Linked DNA regions of Mus musculus: region 1 is linked to region 2. The links are chromatin contacts, called in public promoter capture Hi-C maps. All regions are on one chromosome and are shown on one strand. Each heading gives the region's core, a stretch centred on a gene start, on an enhancer-like site or on the middle of the called end of the contact. The rest is flanking DNA. Distances are from core to core; before and after follow the strand shown.

Evidence for each region. Promoter capture Hi-C pulls out the DNA fragments that hold promoters and counts their contacts.
Region 1: a contact with region 2 is called in a promoter capture Hi-C map of hippocampal neurons, with 5 times the contacts expected there. The contact joins the promoter of Nphs1os here to the enhancer-like site in region 2. A contact is called at or near these places in 22 of 39 promoter capture datasets (the 3T3-L1 cell line, 3T3-L1-derived adipocytes, the HPC-7 cell line and 16 more), 7 of 15 datasets of contacts at CTCF or cohesin (CD8 T cells, embryonic stem cells, large pre-B cells and 2 more), 74 of 484 Hi-C or Micro-C datasets (B cells, the C10 cell line, the CH12 cell line and 31 more), 22 of 115 datasets of contacts at active chromatin or transcription factors (acute myeloid leukemia, craniofacial prominence, embryonic basal ganglia and 10 more) and 5 of 9 other capture datasets (adipose tissue, embryonic stem cells, liver and 2 more).

Annotation. Positions count from the first base shown.
Region 1 is chr7:30,463,746-30,467,636 of GRCm38.p6, reverse strand. Nphs1os (nephrosis 1 homolog, nephrin, opposite strand) reads left to right here and starts at 2,046. Exons shown (of 3, transcript NR_004443.2): 1 at 2,046-2,188. It overlaps Nphs1 (nephrosis 1, nephrin), which reads right to left. Exons shown (of 30, transcript NM_019459.2): 11 at 3,735-3,859; 12 at 1,985-2,171; 13 at 1,756-1,885; 14 at 1,456-1,628; 15 at 277-417; 16 at 56-196.
Region 2 is chr7:30,346,511-30,350,539 of GRCm38.p6, reverse strand. It overlaps 4930479H17Rik (a long non-coding RNA gene), which reads left to right. Exons shown (of 3, transcript XR_881936.2): 2 at 2,675-3,195; 3 at 3,339-3,943. Among named protein-coding and RNA genes, the nearest start is that of 4930479H17Rik, 5.4 kb to the left of the region's middle. Within about 2 kb of position 2,534, at least 29 of the 459 cell types and tissues checked have an H3K27ac peak or open chromatin away from gene starts, as enhancers often do. A contact at or near this core is called in ECoMG myeloid progenitors, the MC38 cell line, cerebral cortex and 1 more, where this site is marked.

The sequences.
Region 1 (3,891 bases), core at 797-3,296, 120 kb before region 2:
AGTAAGGAGCAACTCTTGGGAAACCCTAGTTTTCCGGGTTTCTGAGGGGGCTCACAATGCACGTCCAGCTTCAACAGCGCCTCGGCGGTGCCCTCCGAGTTCTGGCAGTGTAGCTGATAAAAGCCATCGTCAGCTCGGGTTACATTCCACAGCTGCAGTGCCCCTCCAGACAGGATGCGGTGCCGGGGACCCCCAGCTGCGGAAGGAGTGGGTCAGGAGCCTGGAAGTCCCGCCCAGCCTCCTGAATCTGAACCCTCCTCCAGGCCCACATCCTACCTGGGCTGAGGCGGTAGCCTCGGAAGGTCCAGTTGAAGGCCTCGGGGGCGGGGTTAGCAGACACGGACACAGGCAGCAGTGCCTGGCCCTGCTCCACCACGGTCACTGCCCGCACTTGCTCTCCCAGGAACTCTGGAGGGTCTTCAGAGGGGGCGACCCAGGAAGTCAAGAGTCGGTAAAGTTAAGGCACAAGTTCAGGGGTTAAGGTTAGGGTCGAGGCCAGGACTAGGGTGGTGGACAGGACAATTGTTAGAACTGAGATCTGGGACAAGGCTCTGGATAGAAGCTAAAACCTGGTAGGATGGTTCAACTGGTAAGATTACTGCCAAACCCGAGTTCAGTGTCGGGAACCCTCAAGGCGGAGGGGTGAGATCCAGCTTCCTTAAATTGTTCTGTGAGACTGGGCGGCGGCCACAGTGCACGCCTTTAATCCCAGTACTTTGGAGGCAGAGGCAAGCGAATCTCTTGTGAGTTCGAGGACAGCCTGGTCTACAGAGCTAGTTCCTGGACAGTGAGGGCTTCACAGAGAAACCCTGTCTCCGAAACCTAAACCCCACAAAAAACAAACAAAATGTTTTTCTTTTGTTTTCTGACCACCTGCTCACCATGGCCCAGACATGAGGGAACACACACAATAATTAGATGTAATTTAAAAAAATCCAAGTGGGGTGTGGTGAGGCATGCCTTTAATCCCAGCTCGTGGGAGACAGAGACAAGTGGATCATTTGTAAGTTCCAAGCCAGCCAGAGCTGTTCAGTCAGATACTGTCTGAAAAAACAAAAACAGCAGAACAAAATACGCAAAGCCAGATATGGCCTTACAGGCTTGCAATCCCAGCACTTCAGAGGCAGTAAACTTTAGAGTTCAGAGACAGGAGGATTGCTGCAAGCTCATGACTTTCCTACTCTTCATATCAAGTTCCAGGTCAGTCAGGACTATTTTAAAACTTTTAAAATTTAACAATTGAGAAGCTAAGATCCAGTTTTGAGGGGAGGAAAAAAAAGATAGCAGCGAGTGCCAAGCTGAGAGTGGAGAGCGTGGATTGGAACTGCTGACAGCCGGAGATCAGGATGAAGGCTAGGAAAGTTACAAACTCGGTAGAGGTCAAGGTGAAGACTCCAGTAGCTGCCGTCTACAGGGGATGGTGCGAGAGGGGCTGTGCTAGGCCTGCGCACTTACATAACACGTTGAGGCGGTAGAAAGAGCTCACGGTTTCACGAAGTGCCTCGCTGTGGGCCCGGCAGGTAACCCGGTGACCGTGGTCTCGGGATGACACCCGAAGAAAAACACTCCTGGATGCAGCGGAGCCTTTGAATGGGGCGCTCTGGGGTTTTGCAGCCACGTCGTCCAGCCTGTGCAAGTTTGAGAAAATGGGTGAGGACCCAGCTGGTCCCGGAAGCTTAGGGCACCGAGGGAGCAGACTGGGGCGGGGGCGGGGGTAACTGAACATGGACGGGATAGGGTTTCCTATAAACTCACCTCTCTCCTTCCTTGTCCAAAGACAAGTTAACTGGAGGGTTGCTGCTGATGCTGACGCAGGTCAAGTTCAAGGCGTCGCCTGGGCGCAGTGCGGACGAGTTGGCCAGGATGGTCAGGTTTGTTGGGGGGACTTAACGGATTAGAGATTCAAAGGCTGAGGAACCTGAGCTACAAGGGTCTACACCGCCCCCTCTCCAACACTCGCCACCCGCTGGGCCTGTGCGCTCACACTGCACCACCAGCTGCGTAGACGCACTGAGCTGACCCGCCTTGCAGGAGAACTTGGCTAGGTTGTCCGGCGGGCCTATGATCAGCACCAGCTCGCGGGAGAAAGTGCTGCCGGACTTCTCCACACTGCCCAGCTGCACACGCCGGGGCTCCTGAGACTGCCGAGGATCGTTCACCGGGCGCGAATCCTGAGTATCCAAATAGGGTGGGTGGCCGTTAGCCCAGAGAGGGCCTTTGTGTGATGAAGGTGCCCTTCTCAACAGCGGCAGCAGGAGTAGGGTCTGAATTTGGGTATCCCTAGTTCTAGCCTCTCCTGCCTGCCTTGGTAGTCTTGGGATCTTTTGTCCATTGTGCACCGCGCCCCCTATCTCCACCCCCACACCTACACACACCACCTACCTCCAGCCCCCCACCCCACCCCCACCTCTCCAGCCCTTTGCTTGCTGCAGGTACCACACCCCCAAACCCAGAACTGTGATATTTACAGAACAGGAAACTCCCTCGGAATTCCCAATACTCTTTCCCTTTTCTTTGCCTCTGTTGTTTTTGCCTTGTTTTGCTTGAGAGGGGATCTCATGTAGCCAGGGTTGACCACAGAGTGAGTCCTCTAAGCAGCCTAACCGAGGATAACCTTGAACTCCTGACCTTCCTGCCTTCAGCTTCCAAGTGCTAGGATTACAAAAGGACTGACTCCCCACAGGTGTGTTTCTTAAAAATTCCCGTCTTCCGCAGGTAAGGCTGTGCTTCCAGAGGATCAGGGTTCAATTCCCAGCACCCACATGGAAGCTAACAACTTACTGTAGCTCTAGTCCTAGGGAACCTGACACACTCTTCTGACCTTCTCAAGGCATTAGGGATGAATGTGGTTCACAGACAAAACATACATGCATATTAAAATTAATAAATAAGAATTTAAAATTTCAAAAACTTTCCACTCTCCCTCCAAACTTCTCGAACCTTTTCCCTAATTCCAATATTAACCCTTAGATATCCCTGCCTCTGTCTCTGCCTCTTTTTCTGCCTCCTTCATCTCTCTGTCCCCCGTCTCTGTCCCTCTCCATATCTTTCTCTTCCCGCCCTTCATTCTTTATTTTTCTTAACATTAGCTTTAATGTGAATGAATTTTCTTTACTATGAATGGAATTATAGTTACTTTATCTCTAGAATTTTCTATTTTGACCCAAAGTTCCTTTTTTTTTTTAATCCTGGAATTATTTTTCCAGAACTTTCCTGGGGGTTCCATTAATTCTCATGGCATTTGTGACTTTCCATAATCTCTAGAGTTTTCCAAGAGATACGGGTGTTTCCACGTTCTGAGGGGGTGGAGAGGACAAGAGGATCAAAAGGCTGAGCAGGGTTTTAATCCAGGCAGAGTCGGGTGATCTCTCTAAATTGGAGACCAGCCTGGTTTACATAATGAGTTCTAGGCCTGCCAGGACTGCATCCTGAAACCCTTCCTGGATCAAAAACAAACAGAATTCAAGGCCAGCCTAGATGACATAACATCGTGTCTTAGGAAAGCAAATGAGAATGAGAGGACAGCTCAGTCAGTAGAGTGTGAGTGGTTTTAGCTCTCTCTCTCTCTCTCTCTCTCTCTCTCTCTCTCACACACACACACACACACACACACACACACACACACACACACACACACACAAGCAGATAAACAGGAAGAAAAAAGGGAAAAGAAAAAAGACAGGAAGGGCGAGAGAGGAAGGTCTCATGCCTTTCCTTTCTTGCTTGGCCCCTACCTTAAGCCAGGTGAGGGAGGGCTCTGGGTTGCCTCCAATGGCCAAGCATACCAGCCTCACCCGAGTTCCAGTCCGGATGCTCTGCCCCTCTGGGGGTCCCTCAATCCACAGCTTCTGGGCCGGGTCTATTGAGAGATGGTGAAGAGACACATTTACA
Region 2 (4,029 bases), core at 1,285-3,784:
CACTCTCCTCAGCCCCATGGGTACATCAGCACTTCTACTTCCTTCTAAATGCTCTTCCTGCCCCAGGGCTGGGGATGAACCCCCCCCCTCCTTCATCTTCTGTTCTTCTCAGCTATCAACCTGAGCCTGTGTCTGGCATCCTAATTTCACATCTGGCTTCCCACCGCTTCCTTGGCCCCCTTTTCCTAGATAAATATGCAACCTGCCTCAGCGTCTTTCCTGGCCAGCACCTTTGCCCAGTTTGTATTCCCACAAGCCCTGAGGATCCACTGTACCTCCCCATCCTCCTTTTCCTAGTTCGAGTCTGGTCTAACACTGCTTTAACTACCCGGATTCCTCCACGGACCTCCCTCTGGGATCCTGGCCACAGCATTCCTCTCTGACCCAAACCCTTCTTAGTGTCAAACCTGTCGGCTGCATATAAGCTTCCATGGCTCACCAGGGTCCCGGTTCAGAGTCAGAGCTGTCTGGGAGGCTGAGACAGGAAGGTTGCATGACTTTTTGAGTTTGAAGCCAGCCTGGGATACATCACAAGACCTTGTCTTTAAAAAAGCAAACAAAACCCTTCACTTTGGGGTATCTATGACCCCCGCCTTCCTCGAGTACCATCTCCAACATAACACTCCTTCAGTGTAGACAGAATACTAACCATTCCCAGGAAGCGAAGGCCCTCCCATCATGCCTTTCTTCCCACACCCCCTCATTTACCCTGCTTGGGATGACAAGCCTCCCGGGAAAGCGACACAGGAAGCTGTGGAAAGAAAGCTCCCTCTCTCTTTATGTCTTACCAACAACAAAGCTTCTAAGGAGAAGAGAGTTAGAATATGGGGGAGAAGGTGTTGAGAATCTGCCCCCCACCCTGTCTTTCCCAGCCCTCCTAGCTCCCCCTTCCAGCTACTCCCTTGTAGGAGCAGTCCTCGAGGGGACAGGAGAGGGGAGGCCAAAGCTATCCCTTGGAGGCCTCAGCGCCCCACCCTCCAGATCTCCTCATCCAGCCTTCCCAGTATTCTCTCCTGCTCTGTCTCCAGTCGCTCCTGCAGGCCAAACGGTAGGCCTCCAGGTCTCCTTCCCTAAACTTGGGCGTTCCCTAAAGTCTCCAGGTCCTCTTTCAGACGCAGCAGCGATCTCTACTCCCTTCCTCGGAACCCAGGCTTCCCACTGCGACCCTTCCTAGGGCCTCAGAACTTCTAGCCAAAAGCTTCTTCCTCCTCAGCAGGCTATGGAGGCTGTTCCTCTGTTCTAGAATGTTCTTCCGGTGTCGGCTTCCTCACTTGACCGCTTTGCCCCATTCTTCTGTTTACAGGAATATAGAGCCTCTGCTCCCTCCAAACACGATCAAACCAGTTCTCTATACTCAAAGACCCTTTTCTAGTCCTAATGTCTCTCAAATAAGCTCTCTCCTTCTCTCCTTCCCCACCAAGTCTCCTTCCCTTCCTTCCTGACTCTCTCCCCACTCGTCCCTCTCTGCCCTTCCCTCACATCCTCCTCTTCCTCCTCTCCCTCCTCCTTGTAATTCCTCAACATTCCCTCGTCATGTGCCTGTTCATCTCCAACATGTCTCACCTCCTCAACCAATCCCTCTTCCCCCCCTCTTCCGCCATCTGCCTCTAGTCTCTAACCCCACAATTCCAACCTGATGGTAACAGGTCAGACTGGAGCCACACATCCCTTGCTGCTTCAGGGAGCGTGATGAGGGCCAGGACCAAGCTTAAAGATGGTACACAAGTGACTTGTAGTATACACAGCTCCCCCTGGGTCCCGATAGGCAAGAGCCCCAGCCTACCTATCCTATCCATTTCTGGGAGTGTGCCCACAGGGAAGAGGGTCAAGAGGCCCTCTAATACTCGGTCATCGCTGCCTTCATACCTGCTCGAACACCTTGATGCTCTGGATTTCCCACAGACATGTGGATGTACAAAGACGATGGCTGGTGACCTCAGAGCCAAGGGTGGAAAGGCTGCCTGACATGGCTCAGTGAAAGTGGAATTTCTTTGGACGCGATTCTGGCTGGTTAGGACAAGATCTATTGACAGACTGTGCCAGTAGATACGACAAACTGGTTCTGGAAGCATAATAAGGCAGGCAGACCAGAAAAAGTAAGCCATCTCTCCCAGCTCTGTGAAGTGTGTGTGTGTGTGTGTGTGTGTGTGTGTGTAGCAGCTTTTTGAGATGAGGGAACCAGAGCCCACAGAAGTTAGGTGTATGGTTCAAGTTCCCATGGCTTGAAAAAGACAGTGGGGATTCAAACCTGGCGGAATGGCCTCCCAATTTACCCAACTATTCTGGTTCCCTCCTCTGCGCTCCGGGTTCACTCAGACTCAACAGCTGCGTTTGTGGGTTTCTAGGGCCGCCGCTTAATCACAGCTTTCTTGGAAAACGGGGGCGCTGAGAAACCCGACTTCCGGCTGTGTGTGTGTGTTGCCACCGCCCGAAGGGCCCCGATGGTGGTGCTACTGTCAGTACCAATGAGCCGGCGCCCAGTGCCCGAGGGCTGCTGAGGAATCCACGTGGGCGAGCCTGCCTGGACCCAACGCCGCGGCGCCACCTGCTGGGCGCTCGCGGTGATGCCGCGGCTACGGCCGGGCGACTCGCAGTCAGCTTTCTGGGGTAATGGGCCTCCTGCTGCACATAACCTGCCTGTCAGTATTCTTACATCTTGAACCCTTCCTTCCAGGAACGGCAGGTGTAGAGCAGAATGCGGGTGACCAATCAAGTTCCCATGATATGCCATTCATCCGGTGGCACTGATGATTGGACATTCTTGTCAGCAAGCAAGACACAAGGGTACCAACTACTGCTGCTCAAGGGTGGCAGGGACCGCCAGGGCCTGGAGAAGCGAGAAGACCTGTTGAGGATCAGGGTCGGGAAAAATTACAAAACTACATTCTATTCCTCATGAAGCCGCCCCGAGACCGTTTTTAAAATTCGAATCATGTCCCTTCTCTACTCAAAATCCCCCAGTGCAATCACCCCGCCTGCCAGCAGCGCCAGAGTCCTGACAGTGATTTATAAGTCCTACATGAGGGACTGGAGGTGGGGCGCACCCAGTTGATAGAGTGCTTGCCTAGGATGTACAAAGCCCTGGGTTTGATCCCCAGTACTTGCCTATTCTCTCAGCACTCTGGAAGTGGAAGCAGACACACAGAAGTTCATAGTGATGTGCGAGACAAGCATAACATCCTGTCTCAAAATCAAGTAGGTGAATTAAATTTAAAATTAGAGCCGGTGAGATGGCTCTTCATCTCACTGGTTGCTAAGCCTGACGACCTAAGTTCGAGTCCCCGGGACCCACTGAGCAGGAGAGCCTTGGCACCTACGAGTTGCCTTTTGCTGGGCAGGTCTGCAAGCTTTGGACCACCTCTTTGGCAGCAGTAGTGGCTGGGCGTGGTGATGGTGGTGTGTGCACACCTTGGTACTGCTGCGTCACAGGCCTATAAATAGGTGAGGCTTTATGGGCTAAGTGGTAAGTGCTTTTATATATAATGTATGCATGCACATTATGTAATATATTCCTCACAGTCAACCTGGAGGCAGGTCTTTTTATTATCCCAGTTTTATAGAGAAACCAATTGGAGGTCGAAGGCGCTAAATCATTGCCCAGAGCCACACTCAGAGCAGGTGGCTGCTTGTAACCAAAATTCTCCGGGGCTATTGGAAAGGAGCCGCTTTGCCTAAGCAGCACAAAGCTTTGCGCAGACTCTAAATGCGGTCGGGCGCTGGCCATGGTGCTGAACAGAATAGCCGCAGCTTCTCCGCTTGAGATTGTCAGGTAACCTTGGAATTAAGGAGCTCTTTCTCAACCATGGTGATGAAAGAAACGTGAAAGTGTGTTCGGAAAGAATCTATAGTTTCTCAGCAACGAAGACAGAAATTTTCCTGTCTCACAAATTCTGGGACCAAAGTATCTACTTTTTTGTTGTTGTTGTTGTTGTTGGTTTTTCGAGACAGGGTTTCTCTGTGTAGCCCTGGCTGTCCTGGAACTCACTTTGTAGACCAGGCCAGCCTCGAACTCAGAAATCCGCCTGCCTC